Regions from separate parts of the Sus scrofa genome. Here all the other regions are linked to region 2. A link is a contact called in public Hi-C and HiChIP or PLAC-seq data. All regions are on one chromosome and are shown on one strand. The core of a region is the stretch at or near the end of the contact, and the rest is flanking DNA. Distances in the headings are between cores, read along the strand shown.

Region 1 (5,882 bases), core at 117-2,616, 35 kb after region 2:
CCAGAGGAGACCAGATGGGTAGAACGTGGAGCAGGGCAGGATGATTACATTACATCTGCCAACCTTCCAAATGCAGGCGTTCCCACCGTGGCTCAATGGTTAACGAACCTGACTAGTATCCATGAGGACACAGGTTCAATCCCTGGCCTTACTCAGTGGGTTAAGGATCTGGCATTGCTGTGAGCTGTGGTGCAGGTCGCAGACGCAGCTTGGATCCAGCGTTGCTGTGGTTGTGGTGCAGGCCAGCAGCTACTGCTCCGATTCAACCCACAGCCTAGGAACCTCCATATGCCGTGAGTGCAGCCCTAAAAAGACAACAACAACAATAATAATAACCTTCCGAACGCAGTCATATAAACCTTTTGGGATGATGTGAAAAGACATAAGGTACAGGAAATTGACTAGTTCAGTTCAGCAAACATTTACGGGGTACCAGGCTCCAAGCAAGGAGCTGTGGGGTCTGCCAGGATAAGCCCGCTGCCTTTAGGAGTTTAAACGCTTACAGAAACAGTCCTGTGGAAAGCATATTTACTTTGTAAAGTCAGCAATGGAGACACACAAAAAAGTACAGTGCTGTAGGGAGAATTTCAGTGACTCAAAGTCAGGGAAGGCTTTAGGGGAGGTCTTGTTTGAGGTAGGCCTTTAGCATGGGCGTGTATTTGAACATTGGCTTTATCGGTAAGAAAGAGCCTTCAAAGCACAGGGAGCCTCTTGGGCAAAGGAGCAATGGTGGGAGGGTCCCAGAGGTATTTACGAAATGATGGTAAATCTCTGTAGTTTGGGTTGTGGGGAGTTAAGCTGAGAAATGCATGTCTGGGACAACCTATGAGGGACTTTGCATTTCCGGTAGAGCGATGTGAATTTTTCTTTTGGCTAAGATAAACTGCAAATTTCTGTATGCAGGAAAGTGACGTGATTCTACCAGTCTTAGACAACTGGTAAACAGTTCAAACAGAAGATTAGGTACCCGACATGGCAACTTCTTGTCCAGCTGAGAAGAAAGAGAGATTATAATTACATAAACTCATTACTAAAAGGGGGAAGGGGCTTTTGCTTCCCAGGGCCAGCCATGACCTTCTTCCAATTTTATAAACAGACTAAAAGACAAAAAACAAAAACCCCAACTCTCCAGACTTAGATCTCTGGGAAAACAGAAGTAAATACTGACACAGGGTTGCTTTGTTTTCCCAAGAGAGGTCTCTCAGGCGATTTCTCTAATTATCTAGAAAAAAATTTTTAACTTGTTTTCCCTTTGGAGTTCGGCCGAGCTGAGGAGAAAACTGCAGTACTGTCTTAGATTCTCCAGCTTTGGTTTGGAAGCAGTATTCGTCCCTGAGGGACTCCCTCCAAGGTCTCTGAGCAAGGTGTCTCTAAGGATTTGTACCCAGCAACGAGGAGGGAGCTTAAAAGTAGGAGACACAGGAGCTCTGCAAAGGGCCTATTTTAAAAAGAAAGAAAGGCGGGGGGCAGGAGGTCTAGTCGACCTTTTTAGGATAACTCCGAGGGAAAACTAATCGAGAGGAAAGTCGCGCCTTCGCCTCTGGTAGAATCTCCGGATCAGAAGACGGCCGAGCGCAACGCACAAGGATGGATAGTGGCAGCGCGCTCTCACGCCGGCATCTCTTGGCACTTAATTCCGCCCGGCTCTCAGAGGGGCGGATGCAGCTACAGCCGAGCACTCCTCCTAACCAATAAGAAGCCAGAACTCCCCGCCCGTCTCTGATTTAGACCAATCAGGATCCAGGACTTTAGCTTGCGACCGGCGTCTCTGTTGTCTGAGAAGGAAAGCCGACCCCTAGGAGTTGCCAGTAACGGGCATGGCTGCAGTCCTTGGAGGAGGGGATGTGAAGTGAGGAGGGGGCAGGGAGGGGAGAGGACGCAGGCGAAGAAGGACACCCCGGGCCCTGGTAAGTACGTGAAGACCCGTGGCCCTGAAGCACGGAGAGCAAAGGGGCGTGGGGCTTGGCTTCCGCAGCTTCCGGATTCTTGGCTTAGCGGAGGGGAGTCTGGGGTCTGCACCCAGGGAATGGCCTCAGGGGATCCCTTAGGTGGAGGCCGTTGCCTCCAACTCTTGGCCATTTCCTTTCCCCAGATACTCACACCTACCCTCGGCCCTGGCTTGGCCCCTTGGGGGTCCTGCGTCAGACATCGAAGCCTCCCGCCAACAAAGACTCCCTGCCCCAGGATTGCTGTGGCTGGGCCCTGGCCCAGAGGGCTTCCGACGCTGGTGTCCAGTGTATTTATAGATCTCCGGGAGTCCCCATCCTGGCCCCAGTTCCGACGGTTGTTCCCCCTGCGCGCGCTCTCCTCTGCCGCCCGGGCCCTTGTGCTGATCGTGTCCCCTGTGTCCAGGTGGATGGAGCCGGAGGGGCTTTTCAACCTTCAGCAGTTTGGAGCGTGCCCTGCCTTTTTTTACGCCCTCTTCCGCCTTTCCAGAATGTTTAAAGACTCATTCGAAGCAACCAGGGGAATATTGTTTGCCACCCCATAAACTGATCTCTGTGCGGTGCTCTGTTCCTCTGCTGCTCACCGCTGAAGTCCTGTTCTTAGAATCCCTCGCGAGCGGTGGTACGAGTCCCTGCCAATGCCAGCAGCGAGGGAAACCCTGCTCTTTCATTGGTGTGTGACCACGGGCTGCTTTGGCGCGGGCATGGGTTTGGTCACGTGTTGCTACATCCCACCCTCTTTTTCGTGTGTGGCTCTTGGGGAAAAGTAAGAGGGAGCTCTGCCTTGAATCTGTTTTCCTTCTACTATGTGATTTTTGTGCCGGGGGGACGATGATCATTTTCTCATGCTTTATCCAAGACACTCGTTTCAGCGGCGGTGACAGTTCAGTTGACCCTGCATAGTCTTAGAAGATGGGCATCGGGAGGGAATTTTAACATTTTCTCTGTTACAGATGTGGAACCTAATAACTGTTGGGAGAGTTACAAAGGGCCAGGGCCACCAGGGGCCAGGACTGGAATTCTGAAGTTCAGAATTCTTGAGTTCTTTATCCGCCAGAGCTGGTTGTTTCCTTGGTGGAATTTAAGACAATCAAGTTCCCTGACTTCTCTCAGCTTCTTACAGGGTGGCTGTGAGCGTTAAAATGAGGTGGTACAGGAAATGAATCCAACTAGGAACCATGAGGTTGCGGGTTTGATCCCTTGCTCAATAGGTTAAGGATCCAGCGTTGCCATGAGCTATGGTGTAGGTCGCAGACGCAGCTCAGATCCTACGTTTTTGTGGCTGTGGTATAGGCCGGCAGCTGCAGCTCCAATTGACCCCTAGCCTGTGAACCTCCATATGCCACGGGTGCGACCCTAAAAAGCTCCCCCCCCCAAAAAAAATGAGGTGGTGTATATGGTCTGGCACTTAACTAGGTTTGTTTCTGTTTCTGTTTTTGTGTTTGTTTGTTTGTTTGTTTGTTTTGGCTGGGGTGTGCAGGGGCTTGATGTGGGATCTCAGTTCCCAGGCCAGAGATTAAACCCTGTCCGCAGTGGTGAAAGCACTGAATCCTAAACACTAGACCACCAGGGAATTTCCTTATTAGCTTTTCTTTTTTCCTCCTCTTTTTTTTTTTTTTTTTTTTTTGGTCTTTTTAGGGTCACATCCATGGCATATGGAGGTTCCCAGGCTACGGGGCTACGGGTTGAATCAAAGCTGTAGCCACCAGCCTGTGCCACAGCCACAGCAACGTGGGATCTGAGCTGCATCTGTGACCTACACCACAGTTCACGGCAACACCGGATCCTTAATCCATTGAGCAAGGCCAGGGTTTGAACCCAAGTCCTCATGGATACTGGTTGGGTTCATTAGCCACTGAGCCACAACGGGAGCTCCAGGTTCTTTTCTTTCTTTTAGGCCCCCTCCACCACATATGGGAGTTCCTGGGCCAGGGGTTGAATCTGAGCCACAGCTGCAGCAACGCCCAATCCTTAACCCACTGCACTGGGCTGGGGATGGAACCTGCACCTCAGCAGTGACCCAAGCTGCTGCAGTTGGATTTTTTTTTTTTTTTTTTCTTTTTCAGGGCCACAACTGTAGCATATGCAGGTTCCCAGGCTAGGGGTTGAATCGGAGCTACAGCTACCGGCCTACACCACAGCCACAGCAACTTGGGATCCAAGCTGTGTCTTTCACCCACACCACAGCTCACAGCAACGCCGGCTCCTTAACCCACTGATCGAGGCCAGGGATCGAACCGAAACTTCATGGTTCCTAGTCGAATTCGTTTCCGCTGTGCCACGATGGGAACTCTGAGGATCACGTTTGATCCCTGGCCCTGATCAGTGGGTTAAGCATCCTGGCGTTGCCATGACCTGTGGTGTGGGTCGCAGATGCGGCTAGGATCCTGAGTTGCTACAGCTCTGATTGGACCCCTAGCCTGGGAACCTCCATATGCTGCATAGGTAAGGCTCATTATCTAAAGAGTCAAATAGGAGTTTCCATCGTGGCTCAGTGGTTAATGAATCTGACTAGCTCTGTTGGTTAGGGGTCCGGTGTTGCGGTGAACTGTGGTGTAGGTCGCACACGTGGCTCGGATCCCAAGTTGCTGTGGCTGTGGCATAGGCCAGTGACTACAGCTCTGATCAGACCCCTATCCTTGGAACCTCCATATGTCGCGGGTGTGGCCCTAGAAAAAGACCAAAAAAAAAAAAAGTCAAATAAAAGTCATCTATGGATAAAAAAAATTCAAGACTTCCTGCTGTGGCACAGCAAGTTAGGAATCTCAGGTCACTCCAGAGGCACAGGTTCGATCCCCTGCCGGGTGCAGTGGGTTAAAAAGCTCCGTGGTTGCCGCCTCTGTGGCTCTGATTCAGTCTGGGAACTTCCATATGCTTGAGGGTGTGGCCGTTAAAAAAAATTAGGAGTTCCGTTCGTGGCTCAGTGGTTAACTGTCCCGACTAGGATCCATGAGGATTCGGGTTTGACACCTGGCCTCAGTCACTGGGTTGGGGATCTGGTGCTGCCGTGAGCTGTGGTGTAGGTTGAGGCTTGGATCCCTCGTTGCTGTGGCTGTGGCTGTGGTGTAGGCTGGCAGCTGTAGCTCCCGTTGGACCCCCAACCTGGGAACCTCCATATGCCGCAGCTGTGGCCCTAAAAAGCAAAAAAAAAAAAAAAAAAAAAAAAAAAAAAAAAAAATTAAAAATCACTATAAACGCCAGCAGACAACAAAATGGAGATGATCATTAAGTGTATAACAGAGGATGGATGTTCACACAGAATCCGAAAATTTACTCCGAAAGGCTTATTTCAGCGGCCATGTTCGCTGTAACTTCCTTGCTCACTGGTTTTTGTCAGAGTGACAAATACGGGAACTGGCGGAGGTCCTGGAGAAGAGTGGCGACCAGGGGGGCGGAGTACCAGCCCTCCCCTTGCTAATCAGCCGCCAAGTCACTGAGAGTTCACTGCCCTGGAACCCCCACCCCCGCCCCCTCTCCTTGTTTGCGGTGACATCAGAAGATCAGACCGGGGGAGCCAGGGCTGGGCAGTGAGACGGGAGCAGACAGAAGGGCCTTCACAGTTCGGTTTGGAGGAGTTGCAGGGAGTGCCAGTTCCCAGTGTGTGAGAGTCAGCCTTTTGCAAAGCTTAACTCCTGCAGAACTCATGAGCTGTGAAGCTCGCTCTTCCTTCCCTCCTGTTGGGCTTGGAAAACAATTTCTCCAGGGAGGGGAGGAGCGCCCTTGCAAACCTGACCCACACCTGAGGCTTGCCTGAGCCTCACCCCTGTCAAGGGTGAGTGATGAGAATAGCCTTTCCCAGACGTGTTCCTGGTGCTAAGCGAGAAGGTTCCCGGTCGTGGTTGGCCCTTCTCCTGCAGGTCAGCGTGTGCTGATGTGTTTTATCTGGCCATGGTGTCGGTGCTGTTTTCATGAGAGCATCTTTCTGTACGGACAAGG
Region 2 (5,604 bases), core at 26-2,525:
GGAAGAGGGCATCATCTTTCCGGGAGAGAAACGGAATCTTTAAATGAGGGAGAAAAACGAACGGGCGAAAGAGCAGAAACCTCAAAAAATTATGCCAAAAGGGACAATAAGGAGGAAGGGGAAGTAGATTAGACTAAAAGGGGGGAGGGGGCAAGTGACTTGCATTATACGGAGTAAGCATTTCGTGGCCGCAGAAGACAAGGGAGAAGTTTAGAAAGGCAGCAACTGTGGAGTGCAAAGTGAACAGAGGGACTAGAAAGCCCAGAAGACTAAAGCGAATTTCTCTAGTGCGCCTTTCTTTTCCACCCTCTTCTGAGACTCAAGAGTAGCAAAAGACAGAACCCGCGAGGGCACTTCGGCTCTTCTGCAAAGTATACTTTTGCTGCATCTGAAGCCAGCCTAGGTGAACTCCCTAAATAAGCTGTTAACTAGCATGGCTTTACAATCCTATACACAGAGAGAGCTGCAAATGAAAAGTGCCAGCGATTCTCTGCCCTCGATCACGGAAATCTTTCTTCGGAGCATTCCGATTAACTGCTGCTTACTTTTCTTAACAAATGTTTTTAGGGAAGCAGTCAAAAAAAAAAAAAAAGCGCAATAAAAGTAAAGGTATTTCTACTGGCTCCGGTAACAAACGTCCTCGCTCACAGTATTAATAGGGTTGGTGGGTTTCCTCCCAAAATTCGGCCCCCAAACACCAGGAGTTGGTGACGTGGTGGCCGTATAGGTCGAAGGAGCATCAATCACCATATTTGCAACCCGCCTCGAATCCCCCGCCTCCCGGGCCAAGTCACACTGACTCACAGAATGATTACCCTGTGTTCTCGGGCTTCTCCGGGTCCCCCCTGTGCAAACCTTCACGAAGAAAGCATAAAATTAAATCAGGAGCCCCCAGCCTCTCGTCCAGGGCTCTGTTCCAAGCCAAGGGTACTGAGAGGACGGTCCCCGGGAAGGAAGCGCCCCAAAAGGGGAAACATGGAGCCCGGAGCCCGGGCGCTCCGCTCCCCGCCCGGAGCCTCGCACTCCCGACCCCCAGGCCCGGCAGCCCACGGTACCCTGGGCCCGGTCCCCCGGGGCCGACTCCCGCGACGAAGCGGGGAGGAAGCAGCACGCGAGCAGCGCCGTCGCCGCCAGCCACACTCACCGTGGCGCAGCTGCTCCGCTCCACGCCCGGCCGGCCCCTCTGCAGCGGTGCGAGCGGCCGCAGACCCCTCTGCTGCTCCCCGAGGGCAGCGCCTATTCTCGCCGCCGTCACCGCCACAGTCTTCGTCGTCGCCGCCGCGGTCCGGTAGCTGAAGCAGCACAGCCGCCTCGCTTCCGCTCCTGGTCGGGGTCCCGCGAGAACTTCCCTGTGCGGCCCCGCCCCGCCCCGCCCCCGCGAGACTTCCCCCGGCGGAAAAGGCCCAGAGCGCAAGCGCTCCTCCTCCGCCAGGCCCCCCGCAGGTAGATCAGCTACAGGCCAGAGCGCAGGCGCCAGGCCGCCCCGCAGCAGGTGGCACCGACAGGGCTCCACCCCTGGGTCGCCGTAACCCTTTCGGTGCCAGAGCGGGTCAATTACAACTCACCTCCGAAAGAAAGGACTTTTTTTTTTTTATGCCCCACATTTGCATGATTCAATTGTCATATTACTTTTGATGGCCGATATCAACTTATTTTTTTTTTATTTCTCCACTGTACAGCAAGGGGGTCAGGTTATCCTTACATGTATACATTACAATTACATTTTTCCCCCAGCCAAGAAAGGACTTTTATGCACACCCTAATCACTTCGTTTTCCCCTTCCACCAACCCAGTTTGGCGGGGTTGGGGGGGAATCTCCCTCCCACGTGAAGCAAGCCAAATAGAGGATCAGGTCTGGAAATATTTGAGAATCTGGTCCAAACAAACTCTGCTGCGTTAGGTGAATGAACATATTCGTTCGCTCATCGATTGAACCAAGTGCCTAGTACATTCTAAGCACTGTGTCAAGTATAGAGGGTCCAACTAAGAACAGAAATCCGGGCCCTTTCTGCACAGAAACGAATTCAAGATCTATAGGAGGGAAAGAACAAATAATACCATAAGTACGGTCAGAATTATTTGGAGAAGGCTGAGGAGAGGCGAGGGGTCGCCGCTCCTCCCATCTCAGAAAAGCGTTCTCGGAGAACGCTGTGGCGTTATCTGAGCTGTCTTGGAGGATGAGTAGGAGTTTGCCAGAGAAGCCATTGCAAGGGCATTCCAGGCAAAGGGAACAGCACGCACGTACGAGGGAACGGAGGCGTGGGCATCGTGTTCCCTGCAACGCGAAGTAGTTTGATTCCTGTATGAGGCGGGGTGAGTTACCTGGTAGTGGCAGAAGATGAGGCTTGGAGGAGTAACTCTTATTTTTCAGTCCCAATCAAAGGAGAGAACAGAGCATCTGACGGTGATGTGAATTCCGGAAGCCACCAAAAGAGCAAGATATAAAAATTAAGAAACGTGGGAGTTCCTGTCCTGGCACAGTGGTGAATGAATCTGACTAGGAACCATGAGGCTGCGGGTTCGATCCCTGGCCTTGCTCAGTGGGTTGGGGATCTGGCGTTGTCGTGAGCTGTGGTGTAGGTCGCAGACGCGGCTCAGATCCCGCATTGCTGTGGTTCTGGCGTAGGCCGGCAGCTACAGCTCTGATTGGACCCCTAGCCTGGGCCCTAGAAAGGCCAAAAAGACAAACAAAACAAAACATGATTCCCTGAAGAAAACAAGCCCGTTGAAATAAAGAGTATGAATTATTCTTTCACCAAGTATTTGTCAAGCATCAGCTGCATGCGTGGCACGCAGGGTGATAAATGAACTGGACAGAGCCTCTGTTTTCAGCAGTTTGTCTTCTAGAGGAGAGTTGTCTGGTCTGCAAGACAGAAGAGTTGGCCCTAAGGGTCACATGTAGGACCTGCAAAGGAGGGGGCCAGTTACCTGGAGCTCAGGCAATCAGGGAGGACTTGGCATTTGAACTATAACCTGGAAACAGGGAGGGGGAGTGATGGAATCGCTGGTCTTCCAGATCAGCCAGAGTTTAGGATCCAGGGAGCAGAGTAATGGGAGGCAAGGCCAAGATGTGCGGCTGAGGCTTTGCTGACAAATGACAGCCTCTGAAGGGTTTTGAGCAGGAGCTGTCTGGCATGAGGGGAAAAGAACAAGAGGACCATCTATCTACCACGTGATGTATGCTGATATCATGGTGTTTTTACACTGGATACTCTCTCCATTTTACAGACTGGGAAACTGAGGCTTAAAGCGGTTAGGAAGTTACCCAAGGAAACCCCAGTACATTCCATCTGAGTTTTTTTGGTGTTTTTTTTTTTTTTTTTTTTTTTTTAGCCGCGGCTACAGCATATAGACTTTTCAGGGCCAGGAATCCAACCCATGTCACAGCAATGACTCCAAGATACAGTGGTGGCCATGCTGGATCCTCAACCTGCTGAGCCACCAGGGAACCCCTAGATCTGAGATTTGAACCTACACCTGCCTTGCTCTATAACCTATATATTTTTTCCCCACTCTGATTCTTTGTTCTAGAATGGTGGCCAGAAAAAAAAAAAAAAAAAGAAATGAAAGGGAAGGGCTGAGCTGCTGGGCAGAGAGGAGGAGGAAGTGAAGGGAAAGTTGCAGTTCTCTGTTTTGAGTGGGGAGAACAGCAAAGAAATTTGCTAGTAAGAGGAGGAGCTGACTGGGAAGGGGGTTGGGGGGCATGTACAGGGAAGGGGCACATAAGAAGATGATGGTGCCCCAGTTTGGGAAATATAGAGAGTTTATCAGGAGACATGAAGGTAGAAAAATCCAGGACTGTCTGAAAGCTCAATGCATCCATTCTTTGCTCCCTAACATTAGCTGAACATCTGTTTTGTCACAGAGCTTGCAGCCTATAGGAGAAGACATACCTCTGAGACTATAACGCTCCTGGGACCGGCAGCTTTGGGAGCATACAGCAGGGGACCTGACCTGGTCCAGCACCAGGGAAGACTGGGGAAGGTTTAACCTGAGACCCTGGTTAGTCTGAGAGGTAAAGGGGGGAGGGTACAGCATGTGCAAAGGCCAGGCCGTGAGGGGAACTCCAGGAAGCCGTTTTCAGCTGGGATGAAGAAGAATGTGATACGTGGGTGAAGCCTTCAGAGAGGGGCACGCAGGGTATTTCCAGCATTGCTAAAAAACTAGAGACTTCGGGGGTCCCCCTGTGGCACAGTGGGTTAAGGATCCAGCATTGCCACAGCTGGAAGAAAACATAAGTTGCAGCTGCAACTCGGATTTGAATCCCTGGCCCAGGTACTTCCATATGCTGTGCAGAAAAAAAAAAAAAAAAAAAAAAAAAAAAAAACAAGGCAAAGACAACTCCCCCCCCCCAAAAAAAAACAACCTAGGGACTTGATTCTGTGGGATATTGAAGCAGGGGTGGATGGTGGTCAGCTTTTCATCTTCAAAATACTTTCTCACTTTAGCTGCAGAGTGGAGAATCAACCGGAGCCAAGCTGTTTATCATCTACAAGATAATGTCTTAGGAGTTCCCTGGTGGCTCCATGGGGTAAAGGTCCAGCTTTATCCCTGCCGTGGCTCTGATTATTGCTGTGGCACTGGTTTGATCCCTGGCTCAGGAATTTCTGGGTGCCACAGGCGAGGCCAAAAGGGAAAAAAAAAAAAAAAGTGATATTCTAAGACCTGTGCAAGACCCTTGTGGATCTGGCCCCTGCCTGCCAACCCCATTCTCTCAGTCTCCAGCCAAGACACACTCCACCAATACCAAACCACTGTGGTTTCCGGAAGGTCCCATGATCTGTTGAGTGTCCCTATCTTGGCACATGCAGTTTCCTCTGCTCAGTTTCTTCTTCCCTTTCTTTAGGAGCCCCCAGTCAGTTTCAGGGTTTCTTCCCCAAAATTCCCACCGCGCCTCCATTCTCATTGCAGCATAATGCTTCCTTCCCCTCTCTCCTACACCCCCCACCCCCCAAATCCTCAGCAAACTCCCAGACAAACAGCACCACACCTTCCCACATTTGTATTCCCAGCCCCCAGCACAGTGCATGGAGTGAATTCATGGATGGGTGGATGGATGAATCCCTGAGGCTGATTAGAGATAAAGATGCGGCTGCCTTTCTGTGCAATATGATATTTGAAGCTACGGAAGTGGATGAGATCTAGGAGACTGGATACCTAAGAGACGAGAAAACAAAATTATGTGCTTCCTTTTGAAAATGGTAAAACATCTATCGAAAAATATATGCCTATGGGCCAGATTTGGAAGGGAACAGGTTTTGTTTTTTTTTTGTTTTTCCTTTTTATGGCTGAACCCACCGCATATGGAAGTTCCCAGGCTAGGGGAAATCGGAGCTGCAGCTGCTGACCTACACCACAGCCACAGCAATGTGAGATCTGACACGTCTGCGATCTACACCACAACTCATGCCAATGCCGGACCCTTAACCCACTGAGCAGGGCCAGGGATGGAACGCATGTCCTCATGGATACTAGTCAGGTTCGTTACCGCTGAGCCATCCCCAGAGCTCCTGGAAGGGAACATTTTAGAGTACAAATAATTGTGTTGAAATAAAGCAATTGTGGATAACTTTTAAAAAGCCCAACTCTGGAGTTCCCATCCTG
Region 3 (5,932 bases), core at 965-3,464, 47 kb before region 2:
AGGCAGCCAGGGTCAGTTCAACAGAAGACATCTGAGTTCCCAAACACTGAAGGGAAAGGCCTAAATCCAGTTTAGGGGATAGAGGAAGCCTTCCTGGACCAAGCGTGAGCTGGGTTACATTCTCTGCATCTTTAGTTCTGCTCAGCCTGTGCAGAACTTTGAGTGGAAGGAACACGGGGGATGTCCCAGCTCGCTACGGAGCAAACGGAGGGCCGGCGGGGCCCTTGGCCACAGCTGGCCGCCGTTAAAAGCCTGGTTAAGCCGCCTCACCTTGAAAAGTAAAACCTTTATTAATGGTATCAGAACTCCGAACAGGAAATAACCCAAATAACCACAAACTATGGCTAATTCTTTAACAATATATATACTTAGCTACTGTCCCTATTCATGTAACAGGTCAAATTCTACAACCCTCTCCTCAGAACAAACAAACAAAATAAAAAACAAAGCCTCCTAGGCCAGGGGAGCAGCGGTTATCTGCTTTCACATCATCAGTTCCATCTCACTTCCTGTTGCCTCAGCACAACAAAATAAAACAGGGGCGCCCAACGAGCCCCCCTCCCCCATTAATGACAAAAAAATTTATTAAGTTTCACTCAGGCCTTACTGACTCAAGACGTGAGCCAAACAGGGTCTACTGATTTACAGTCATCCTGTCACCCGAAAGCCACCTCACAGAACATAACAGAAATAAAAGGCAAAAGGCATCAGTCGCTGAGCTAATCACTGGCAGCTGCATAAGGATCTATGACCAAGATCAAGGCCAGTGTTTTTTTTTGTTTTTTTGTTTGTTTTTGGTCTTTTTAGAGCTGCAAGGGCAGCAGATGAAGTTTCCAGGTTAGGTGTCAAATAAGAGCTGCAGCTGCCAGCCTAAACCACAGCCACAGCAACACCGGATCCCGAACCCACTGAGCGTCCTCATGGGTACTAGTTAGGTTCATTACTGTTGAGCCATGATGGCAACTCCCAAGGCCAGTGGTTTTTACCCCTAGAATGCTACCATTCTGAACTAAACAAAAACACCAAAAAACACAAGCCAAACTAGTTCCAAAGGCATTTTCCACTCCCCGCCCCCCCAATCATTTTATGGCCATAGTCGTGGCATATGGAAATTCCTGGGCCAGGGACTGAATCCAAGCTACAGCTGCAACTTACGCTGCAGCTGCGGCGATGCTGGATCCTTCCACCCAGTGGGCTGGGCCAGAGGTTTAACCTGAACCTCCACAGCGACCCAAGCCACTGCAGCTGGATTCTCAACCCATAGCACCACGGCAGGAACTCCCATTTTCCACTTCTGAAGGAGCTAATCTAGCTCTGTGGCTGGGGAGTTTGCAGTCGCATGACAGACGGAGGGACCAGGGTAGAGTCCCCATCCCATTCCCAGGGTGGAGGTCAAAGGAGACGATTAGACAGGTAAATAGGAAACTGAACATGTGGATCAGAGGATCAGAGTTAAGCATAGGGGGTTAGGGAGCAGAAAAGAGAGGGACGACCCTAGGCTGGGAGGGCAGGGTAATGTGGTCAGAGAGTCGCATTTGAGGGGACACCCCCAAAGGATCTCTGTGAGTGGTTCAGGCAGGTCTAGAATGCAAATGAGGGAGTTCAAATTGCTAAGCTGAGGATGATGCTCAGAAGTCATGGAAGAGTTTCTGAGAGTCCGCTCTGCATTTTTCTAACATTTCAAGGGCCCACTGTGAGACGAAGGGCAGGGAAGACCAGGCCGAACAACTACAGCCCCCAGGTGAAAGGTGACTGGGGTGGGCAAGTGGGCTACAGGGAAGGAGGCAGATTCAAGATACTTTTTGGAGATGGAAGCAAAAGAGCTGGGTGGGTAGATGTGGCTCAGTGGGCTCCCTCTTGGCCACCGATTTTTTCCTTGAAAAACACTTTAGAAAAGCAGCTATACAGAGCTGCTGGGCAGATTTCCCTCTTTTAAAGCCACCATGAGTAAAAAGCTAATTGTGAAACATGGGTGGTACTCCCGTGCTGCCAGCTTCCACCCGCCTCTCCCGATCCAGCTGACACTCTTCTCCACCATTCTGTGCCCCCCACCTGTATGGACCACATCTGCAGGCTCTCTTGCTCCCCAGCGGGGAGGCCCACGGAAGGCAGCTTCCTGTCTGGGAGTTTCTGCGGATAACCTTAGAGCAGTAACTGCAGGCCTCAGCCCTCCTGACTCAGTCTGTTCCTCCTCCAGGGCCTGGTAACGCCTTCCGCTTCCTTTGCCCCACTGTCTTCTGCAGGCCTCATGATGTTACCGGTTACTAGCTATGGGCATGCACCATGCCCTGTGGTTTCTAGAGGAACCCTGCCCAGATCTTGTAAGACAGTCTCATTAATAAAGTCTCCTTAGAGTTCCCACTATGGCTCAGTGGGTTAAGAACCTGACTAGTATCCATGAAGATTTGGGTTTGACCCCTGGCTTCGCTCAGTGGGTTAAGGATCTGGTGTTGCCATGAGCTGTGGTGTAGGCTGCAGATGTGGCTCAGATCTGGTGTGGCTATGGTGTAGGCCGGCGGCTGCAGCTTAGATTCAATCCCTAGCCTGGGAACTTCCATATGCTGCCAAAAAGACACACACACACACACACACATTCACTCTCTCTCTCCCCCACCCCCCTCAAATTAGCCAAATTAAATGTGTTGTGTTTCCTACAAGGACCCTGGCTGAAACTCCCCTCAAATCAGTTCCATCCATCCTTTGGAACTCATTAAGGAGGTATTTCATTATATAAAGTGACATTTGTTATGGGACAAACAGATCACAGGAAATAACCAAATTGTACCAACAACTTGGGAGAAGGACATTATAAAAGAGCCTTGAGTCTAACATTCTTCAGCAACCAAACAATTCCATTTACTATTAAAATAATTATGGGGTATTGACAAAGGTGGTGAGGGTATGAAAACCCAGGAGCTGTAATCCGGTCATAACTAGGCTGACAGTAGCTGTCCTTCGTTGTTGTTGCTTTTCTTTTTAGGGCCAACCCTCAGCATATGGAAGGTCCCAGGCTAAGGGCTGAATCAGAGCTGCAGCTACCGGCCTACACCACAGCCACAGCACCACCAGATCCAAGCTGCATCTGTGACCTACACCACAGCTTGCAGCAACACCGGATCCTTAACCCACTGGGCAAGGCCAGTGATCCAACCTGCATCCTCATAGACACTAGTTGGGTTCTTAACCCACTGAGCCACAATGGTAACCCCAGTAGCTGTCCTCTTTGAAATGCACTTTTTTTTTGGGGGGGGGTCTTTTTGCCTTTTCTAGGGCAGCTTCCCGCGGCATATGGAGGTTCCCAGGCTAAGGGTCAAATCAGAGCTGTAGCCATCGGCCTATGCCAGAGCCCCAGCAACATGTCTGCAACCTACACCACAGCTCATGGCCACGCCAGATCCTTAACCCACTGAGCAAGGCCAGGGATCAAACCCATAACTTCATGGTTCCTAGTTGGATTCGTTAACCACTATGCCATGACGGGAACTCCTAACTTTTTTTTTTTTTTTTTTTTGCTATTTCTTGGGCCGCTGCTGCGGCATATGGAGGTTCCCAGGCTAGAGGTCGAATCGGAACTGTAGCCACCAGTCTAGGCCAGAGCCACAGCAACAGGGGATCCGAGCCGCGTCTGCAACCTACACCACAGCTCACGGCCACTCCGGATCATTAACCCACTGAGCAAGGGCAGGGACTGAACCCGCAACCTCATGGTTCCTAGTCGGATTCGTTAACCACTGCGCCACGACAGGAACTCCCATGACGGGAACTCCTGAAATGCACTTTTCATTAATGTTTGACCGTCTACTAGACTGAGAGCATTGCGCTAGCTGCAAAGGAATTTTCTTTTTTGGTTGTGTCCATGGCATGGGTAAGTTCCTGGGCCATGGATTCAACCTGCAGCACAGCAGCTACTGCAGTGACAATGCCAGATACTTAACCTGCTGTGCCACAAGGGAACTCCTGCAATGGGATTTTAAAAGGGGGGCTGGTGGAGAAGACACAGTCCTTACCCTCGGAAGTGTTTATAGATAAGGGAACTTTGCATGTAAATAATAAGGGAACTTTGTATGCAAATAATGAGGGAATAAGTAAAAAGTAGGATAAGGGAAACTGCTAATTGTGAGTTGAATATGGAATTCAGTTTCCAAATGAGCTGCCTGGTTGGTATAGAAAATTCAAGTCTGGAGGAACTAGAAAAGGGACAACTTCAACCAACCAGGAATGGAGCAAGAACCTAAAGGCAGAGCAATACAGAGTATTTCAAAGTTATGGCAACAAAGCCCTCTTCTATCTACCTACCTGTCTATCTACCTATGGCACACCTGCAGCATATGAAAGTTCTGGGGCCAGGGATCCAACCTGTGCCACAGTGGCAACAATACCAGATCCCTAACCCACTGAGTCACCGGGAACTCCATCATCTTCTCCTTTATATTTTAATTGGGGTTCAATAAAGAGGGAGTTGACGGCTGTGAAGTCACGCTTTGCTTGCTATCCATCCTCTGCCAGGCACTCCTGCAATGAAGCTGTCTTATGTTTAAGTGACAAATGGTAATTACAGACACTGAAGGTGGCTGGATGGGGCTCAATCAAGCAGAGTCTCCTCCCACAGGTAATCACTGTGGCAATGCTACTCCACTGGAAGCTAACACCCAACAGGTAAGACAAGCTATCCTCCTCACGGTCTCCTCCACTCTGCGCAAGTGCCACCAGCAAGGCGGAAGAGTCTTGGAGCCCAGAAATCTGCAAGGACAGGATATCATGTGCGCATGCCTAGAGTAACTAGATCAAGTGGTCTGTTCCAGTCTCCTGTTTCTGTCACTAAGACATCTGATAGACTTCGCCTCCCCCCTCTTTGGATGATCACGTTGGCAAAGATGAAAGCAAGTTAATATGCAGTGATGGTGGGGGGACGGTACTGGTGGGAGCAGAGCAAGGTGTATGAGCTTTGCTGAAAGCATCCTGGCCACAGGTGTCAAAGATCTGAACGCGCACACCTATTAACCCAGGAACGCCATTCTTAAGACTCTATCCTGGTACAACAATCAAAGACCTGCTATAGCAAGACTCAGGAGGCAGAGGAGTATGAGTGTCCGTTTTGAGTCAGAGTCTGTGCTACGTGCTGGGGGTGCCACAATAAGGAAGCAATCCTTACTTGCAAGGAGCTGACAGTAGGGGAAGTAGGGTAATTATAACTTCAGGTGTAAAGTTCCATGACGAAAGGTTCAGAGTGCTCTGGATGAGGGCACACCTTGAGGAGACCCAATCAAATCCTGCACAGCGACAGGGGTCAGGGAAAGCTCACCTGGGCAGGGACATTTCAACTGCAATCCCTAAGTGTGAGCAGGTCTCAGCGAGGGAGGCTCGGGGGAAGGGATGGAGGACAGAAATGAGTGTGAAGAGACACTGTCCAAGCAGAGGGAAGAGCGGGAATGGAGGTGCTCGGGTGGGAAGGGGGTTAGCACGTCTGGGACCGAAATGCCAAACCCAAGGGAAGTGTGTGAAAAGCAGAGCCACCAGAAGTTAGAGAGGAAGAGAACTAACTGCGCCAGACCTCGCAGGGCTCTGAAGGGGGGAATGAGGATTCTGGGAAACCATGGGCTGAACCTGCTCTTTCAGGTGATGATTCTGGTTTTCGTGTGGCACAGAGACCTGAGGGACAGAAGTGGCAGCAGGAAGACCACTTAATTGAGGGGGTACTGCCATAAGCCAGGCCAGAAGAGATGGGGTGGGAGGATTAGATTGTTCGGAAAAGTCTCTAAAATGAACATTAAAAAACTCACATGCATTATTTTAAGTCTCTGAGTTTACCCCCCACCCTCTGCTGCAGGAACAGGGAACACAGTGCAGCACAGGTAGGATATCAAATTTCAAGCCATAGCCTAGGCTTCTCCAGGTGACATACTTTAAAACTTAGACAAAGGTTATGTTTCAC
Region 4 (6,370 bases), core at 708-3,207, 64 kb before region 2:
GTAACAGAGGTGGTTCCTGAAAGGGGTACAGGGTCCCTGACGGTGAGCTGTTAACTCCCGAAGTTTTTCCATCACGGACCCACAACGCCTTGAAACGAGAGACTGGATTCCCGAAGCTCCTCTAGAAGAATGCTTATGTGTGGAAGGTGGTTAGGACATCTGCTTCGAATTTCTAAAACAAACTCTTTAAAGGTTTTACGTGATAAAATGGAACATGGTCTGGGAGCTGCCCAGTGGGCACCGCAGGGCATGGGCAGGGACTAGTCATCAGACAACTGAACACCAGCTGCCTCAGGGTTTGGGGCCATCATTCAATCACCAGTTAATGGCTTGTATTCTTGGTCTTCCTCGGCCGGATTTATACTCAGGTCAGTATAAAGTGTAAGGAAAACCGACGAAGAAACCAGAGTTAATGAGAAGCATAAAGCCTTTTCCACCTCAAGGTGCTCTTCACCCACCAGATCCTCATTTGCATGTGTTTAATCAAGCACATCAAAAAGCCACTGTTTCTATGCATGTGAGTGGGAGTCGGGGTACTCGGGAAATCTCTGTACCTTCCAGTTGATTTTTCTGTGAACTTAAACCTGCTCTAAAAAACCAAAGTCTACTTAAAAAAAAAAAAAGCCACTGTTAAAAGAGGAAAACTGAAAATCAGATCCAGCTTGATTTTTTTCATGTTGGGACTAGACCTAGCTATACTGGAAACATTATCTGTAAGATACTGCAAATATCACCTGAAACCACCTCCCACAACTTCACTGAGAAAAAGGATACAAAAAATTTAAACTTAAATCTACATTAAAAAACCCCTACACTTTAACCACTCATTTGGTCCCAAAATGAAACAAGGTATTCAGTTGATTTTTTTTTTTTTTTTTGCTTTTTAGGGCTGCACCTGCAGCATATCGAAGTTCCCAGGCTAGAGGTCAAACTGGAGCTACAGCTGCTGGCCTACACCACAGCCACAGTAATGCTGGATCCTTAACCCACTGAATGAGGCCAAGGATCAAACCCATGTCTTCATGGATACTAGTCAGGTTTGTTACTGATGAGCCATGACGGGAACGCACCCAGTTTATTTTTGAGACTGAAAAATCTTTATATCATCTGTAAATGGAAAATAAAATATTTTACAGCCTCCATTTAAAAATAATGTAAATCCATACTAAAGCGAGCTGAGTTTTAATCTAATCACCTCCGCCATATAAACAATGAAGTGATTTGTAAGATTCCTAGGTCAGGGTTTCTTGTGATATTAACTAGAAATGGACTGAATCAAAATGTATGGAAATGACAACTTTGAAATCTTTGTCACGGATGGGGAGTGATTAGTTTAGTGTTGTCAAAGTTCCAATTTGTATTCTCTGTGATTCCCAAGATGGTAAAACTCCCGGTACTCCCCCATTCTGAGCACACAGCTCCCTGCCAACGTTACATTCCCCACCGGGGAAAGAAACCCTTGTGTTTGAAGTCAATGGGAGGCCTAGGATGATGCTGGCAGATTTAGCTAGACACCTGGTAAAGGGGCACAAGGGAGCTGATCACTTACAGAGCTGCAGGAAGCCCAGAAAGGGCAGGATGTTCGGAGGAGGAAAGAGTGGTGTATGTGGAGAGCATTGCAGAGTGGTGGGGACTGGGGAAAAGAGGGAAGTGTGCGCTCTCTCAAGTGCTGCCGCTGCTCAGCCACTGAAGACTTCCCTCTTGGGAGTCCTAAACCCAGTATTGCTGGAGCTGCTAGATTCTTTAGAGGAACCAGAAATGAGGATTTTAATGTAAGCTTTTCTGATGTGTAAAATACTGCCAAAGCTAAACCTTAACCAGTGTGCCACCTTTGGTGCATGTAGTCAGACGCCTGGCCTCTGGCTTCACAACTGCCATCAGCTGGAGACAGGCTTCCAGGCGACCAGAGCAGGAAGTACTTACTTGACAGAGAGGGAGAAATCCCCAGGAGCGCTCTCGCTCTCACGGATGAGAAAGGCCCCATCGTGCCGCTGTTTGCTAAGCATTTCTTCTGCCTTGGCTCTGGGGATTTTGCCAAAAAACCACCTAAGGAAGGAAGGCAAACCAGTCAACATCTGCTTCCCCACAAAGAAACGGGATATCCAGCCTCCGAAATGTGAGGAACCGAGAACTCCTCGCCAAAGGAGGGGCCCCTCTCCCCTGCCAGTCCCGCCCGTCCCGACCACGCCTTGAGAGAGGGACCAGATCCCTTCAAAGCCTTCTCGCTTCCCCACTCTCCAGAGTGACTCAGAAGACACCATCGTGGGCCACTCTTTCTACAGAGAAAGACACCTGAACATGGGCCTCCTGGGCCAAAGCCCACTGGGGCCCCTCCTGACTCATCAGCAAGGCAGCGGGGAAAGCCCAGGCCTACTGACTTAAGCACAGGATGAACCACAGAGGGGGAGATGGGCCCTTCCTGCAGCCATTTGATAAGGCGGCAGCCTTGCCACATGGGATGGAGAGACAGGGACAGGGAAGCTGGAAGGCCCAGAAGCTGCAGGCAGGGCTACTTCTTGTAACAGCACAAAGGGGAAAGGTCCTGGCGGTGAAGAGCCCCAGGTGGTGGCGGCGGTTTGCATTCCTCTCAGGCCTCTCTCTGCCGTCACCGCTCAGGGTTTGGCTTTTAGGAGCCGTCGGGAATATGCCATAATTCACCCTGTGCAGAGGCAGCTAGTTGCAAATTTCGAATTTTCATTTGGAGCAAGTTATAGATTCTTCTGCTCCCAGTGCTCATTCACTTTGGTCACGAGAGAAAGCAGGGGAACTCAGGGAAAGTGTGGGAGCCCCGGGGGCCGACCAGGAGGAAGAGGAGCAGCAATCTCGTCACAGCCACCTCCCTTTCCACAGGGAAGCCCTAACTAACTGGGAGAGATGACTGGAAACTCAGTGCTCTGTGCCAAGCTGTCTTTACCGAGCTAATACTTTAAAAAAGCAACAACGCTACTTATAAGCGAATAAAGACCTATGGGCCTCATCAGACTCCTTACGGGGCAGCTAACAGGCAGTGTATCCGCAAACCAGAAAAGCAAAGGCACCAAAGCATCAACTAAGGTTCTAAACCTACCACACATCCATCTTACTTATAAGCAACTGCACCACAAGATGCCTCTGAAATAATACACTATACTAAAATCCCAACAGAAGGACGTGAGCTGCGAGGAAGGGTACAGTCAGAAGTTGCCATCAATAACCTAAAACAGCCCTAAAATCTGCATCCTTGTGTCTTTCGCACTTGGGGTGCTATAACGCCGAGCTGCGCGGAGGAGCTGGTACAACCGACCTGCCTTCCTGCCCTGACACATAACTCGAGGCGAAGGCCTCCAGTGCCCACAGAGAAATTGCGGATTAGCACGGCAGGATGCCCTCCGACTGGGCAAGGACAGCTCACAGCACGGGGACGCGTGAGCACTGTCTTGGTCCCTGGGCGCTTGGTTTACTGGTTTACGAGGCCCCCGCGCAGCAGGCATCTGGCTGGGAGCCACATTCTTTCCTCCTGCCCCCCCCCCCCCCCATTTTCCCACCAGATAGGCATTTTCCTTTCTGTTTCCCCTTTTTAAGGTAAAAGTAATGAATATGAATTAAAATAGCGTAGATGTGCGTGAAGTAAAAATAAAAAGCAGGGCTCCTCCCTCAAGCTCCCTGGGGCAGCGATGCTGGCTGGTGGTTAGAGGCCTGTGTTTTCAGACCTGCCCTCACAGGGCACAGATATACAGAGCTGGTGGCACTGCTTTCCCAGCTGAAAAGCCACTCATTTTTATTTTCCATTAACAAACAAACAAACACCCGCAGTGAGGCAAAACACTCTACCTGGAATTTTTACAAAGTAAACACACCCCCTGTTATAAGCAGCCACACTGAAAAACAGAAAATGAGTAGGAGACCATTTTATTTAATAAAGACTTCTTTCGTATCTGCTCCCATTTTCACTAAACACCCCCTCTCCCCCTCAAGGATGTCCCCCAACATAAGGAGTGTGACATTGTGTGAGGAACAGCTGGCACTCTCAGGACATTTAACACCACCCCTCATGTTTCCTCAGCATTTTATATTATTGATAAATTTAATGAACTTCTTTTAATGGCAATATTTATGTGTAACCACACGGCTGTGGTCAATTTTTTTTAATTCATTTTTTTTTAAAAGATGGGTTTATACTACAGGAAAAATAACGAGGGAGGGAGAAAGCTAATGGGAGTGGGCAGCTCATTTTCCAATTCAATTCTTCATCACACCCCGTAGGCTTCCATCGAGAGGCACTGAATGTGAAAAGCATATATTGGACCCACCCCCAGTACATACAACTCATGGTGCGACTCGAACGCCAACAGTCGTTTTGGAGTCTGCGTCTAATCTGTTAGCTCAGATGCTGCATGAGGTCACACTCCATTTTAAACTTCCCCCTTCCTCCCTAAGAAAAACCAGAAAGGGGAGGAAGGGGGGCCTGGCACGCCGTGCTCTCCCGAAGCTGCGAAACCAGCAGCGACCCTGTTCTCCTGGACATCCAGGCCCAGGGCAGCCCCGTCACGTGGAACAGGCCTGTCAGGCCAACGAGCACACAGGCACAAGGTCAGGGGCTTTTCTGGCAAAACGGTTTCCTTTTTCAGAGCTTGTGATGAGCACTGCCTGCCTTTCAGCCAGTCTGTGGAGAACACCACGACGGAGCCAGGGGCCTGAACTGGATGCTTCCTGATCAATTATTAGCCCCATGTTCCCCACAGAGGGGAGGAAGCAGGCCCGAGAGGGAATCTTCCTAAAAGGCTAATCCATCAGTCAGGTCAGAAACTACAACCACCCAAGGAAGGGGGCCCTTCCCATGTATTCAACAGTCAGGTTTGAAATGTGGCTGACACCCGAAACAGTATGGAGAAAAACAAGGCTTCAGAGCCACAGGCATTTCATTTAATATTCAAATTACAGTCTGATGTTCTGCTGAATTCCCTTTCAGTCTGGAACTATGAAAACAAAAGGGCACTCAGGTAGGTTTTGTTATCATTGGACCCAGTGCCATAGGCCTAAATCTAGGCAGTTTCTGTATGGTCCACAATCTAAGACTATATTTAAACATTTTAAAGGATTATTTAAAAAAATTCTAACAAGAATATGTGATGTGACAGAGACCACACATGGCCCACAAGGCTTACAGTATTTATCTGACCCTTTACAGAAAAGGTTGAGCTAATCTCCATCCATCCTGTGAGGATGGATCACAGGAACGGATGTGCACAAATGATGTGGCTTGTATGCAGGGCCCGAGGCAGGATGCACCATGCACTCCCAGGAACCACCACCCAGCTCCTCCTCCTTGCAGAGCGCGTTCCGTGATGCTGTCCACGAACAGCCCACATGACTCCCAAAGCAAAGAGGGACACTAAGAAGCCACGAGAATGCAAAACTGTGCTTGGTACACTTCCCAGGAATCTAGTCATCTCATGCTCATCTTTTGGAGTTTCCTGGATATCGCTACTTGTGTCTAGAGTTTAGTAACCAGAGCACGGCTGCATATTAATAATCCCCACCCATCTAAAGTTACACGGACCTCAAATGCAGGACATTATCAATCAATCCACTGATGGGGCCCAGGAATCTCTTCCATCTATACCTTCGAAGATTTAATACTTCTGAGTTTATTATCATGAACAAATTGGTCCAGGCCTTTGTACAGGAATTTGGTCTGAATATAATTTCAAAACTACCTACTGAGCTACTATGTGCAAAAGCAAGGAACAAGTGATAAGGGAGTCTAACACCAGAAGACAGACATTCTTCACGGAATCCAACACCTTTTGGTGGGGAGAGCAGAGCTCAAACTCATAGTTACAAAGATACAAGCCAGTACAAGTTCCAAACAAACACTGGAAATACATACTTTACAAATGAGACTGGTTTTCTCCTTGTAAATCATTCAATGAAATATTTATTGAGCCATTATAATAAGGTGCCTAGTTCTTCAAGTAAAAAGAAGTTTCTGTGAGGACTTCACAGATTCTTCATTATAGAAACTTTTTTTTTTTTTTTTTGCTTTTTAGGGCTGTACCCACGTGCGGCATGTGGAGGTTCCCAGGCTAGGGGTTGAACCAGAGCTACAGTTGTCAGCCTACACCACAGCCATAGCAACGTGGGATCTGAGCTGCATCTGCAACCTACGCCACAGCTCACAGCAACGCCAGATCCTCAGCCTACTAAGCGAGGCCAGGGATTGAACCTGAAACCTCATGGTTCTAGTTGGATTTGTTTCGGCTGTGCCACGAGGGGAACGCCCATTATAGAAACGTCTCTACAGGTTTCATCCCATTACCAGACTGCAGGGTGACCGAACCTCTCTCCAGGCTAAGGCTTCCACGATGTGATCTTCCAAAGAACTTCATAT

Evidence for each region. Hi-C and Micro-C count contacts between places; a contact is called where the count stands out from the background. HiChIP or PLAC-seq counts read pairs in DNA pulled down with a chosen protein or histone mark.
Region 1: a contact with region 2 is called in an H3K27ac HiChIP or PLAC-seq map of alveolar macrophages. The contact joins the promoter of TMEM94 here to the promoter of GRB2 in region 2. A contact is called at or near these places in 9 of 47 Hi-C or Micro-C datasets (embryonic fibroblasts, fetal heart ventricle, heart right ventricle and 3 more) and 2 of 2 datasets of contacts at active chromatin or transcription factors (alveolar macrophages and skeletal muscle).
Region 3: a contact with region 2 is called in a Hi-C map of liver, with 2.3 times the contacts expected there. The contact joins the enhancer-like site here to the promoter of GRB2 in region 2. A contact is called at or near these places in 1 of 5 promoter capture datasets (skeletal muscle), 11 of 47 Hi-C or Micro-C datasets (blood, fetal liver, fetal skeletal muscle and 5 more) and 2 of 2 datasets of contacts at active chromatin or transcription factors (alveolar macrophages and skeletal muscle).
Region 4: a Hi-C map of alveolar macrophages shows a contact between it and region 2, with 6 times the contacts expected there. The contact joins the enhancer-like site here to the promoter of GRB2 in region 2. A contact is called at or near these places in 3 of 5 promoter capture datasets (fetal liver, liver and skeletal muscle), 31 of 47 Hi-C or Micro-C datasets (adipocytes, alveolar macrophages, blood and 16 more) and 2 of 2 datasets of contacts at active chromatin or transcription factors (alveolar macrophages and skeletal muscle).

What each region holds. Positions count from the first base shown.
Region 1 is chr12:5,901,273-5,907,154 of Sscrofa11.1, reverse strand. It overlaps TMEM94 (transmembrane protein 94), which reads left to right and starts at 1,366. Exons shown (of 32, transcript XM_021066635.1): 1 at 1,366-1,907.
Region 2 is chr12:5,936,394-5,941,997 of Sscrofa11.1, reverse strand. It overlaps GRB2 (growth factor receptor bound protein 2), which reads right to left and starts at 1,275. Exons shown (of 6, transcript NM_001137628.1): 1 at 1,145-1,275.
Region 3 is chr12:5,983,678-5,989,609 of Sscrofa11.1, reverse strand. All of the region lies in intron 2 of GRB2 (growth factor receptor bound protein 2), which reads right to left. Among named protein-coding and RNA genes, the nearest start is that of GRB2, 46 kb to the right of the region's middle. Within about 2 kb of position 2,214, at least 9 of the 83 cell types and tissues checked have an H3K27ac peak or open chromatin away from gene starts, as enhancers often do. A contact at or near this core is called in alveolar macrophages and liver, where this site is marked.
Region 4 is chr12:6,000,243-6,006,612 of Sscrofa11.1, reverse strand. GRB2 (growth factor receptor bound protein 2) reads right to left here. Exons shown (of 6, transcript NM_001137628.1): 4 at 1,924-2,046. Among named protein-coding and RNA genes, the nearest start is that of SLC25A19, 30 kb to the left of the region's middle. Within about 2 kb of position 1,957, at least 22 of the 83 cell types and tissues checked have an H3K27ac peak or open chromatin away from gene starts, as enhancers often do. A contact at or near this core is called in alveolar macrophages, epiblast stem cells, fetal liver and 5 more, where this site is marked.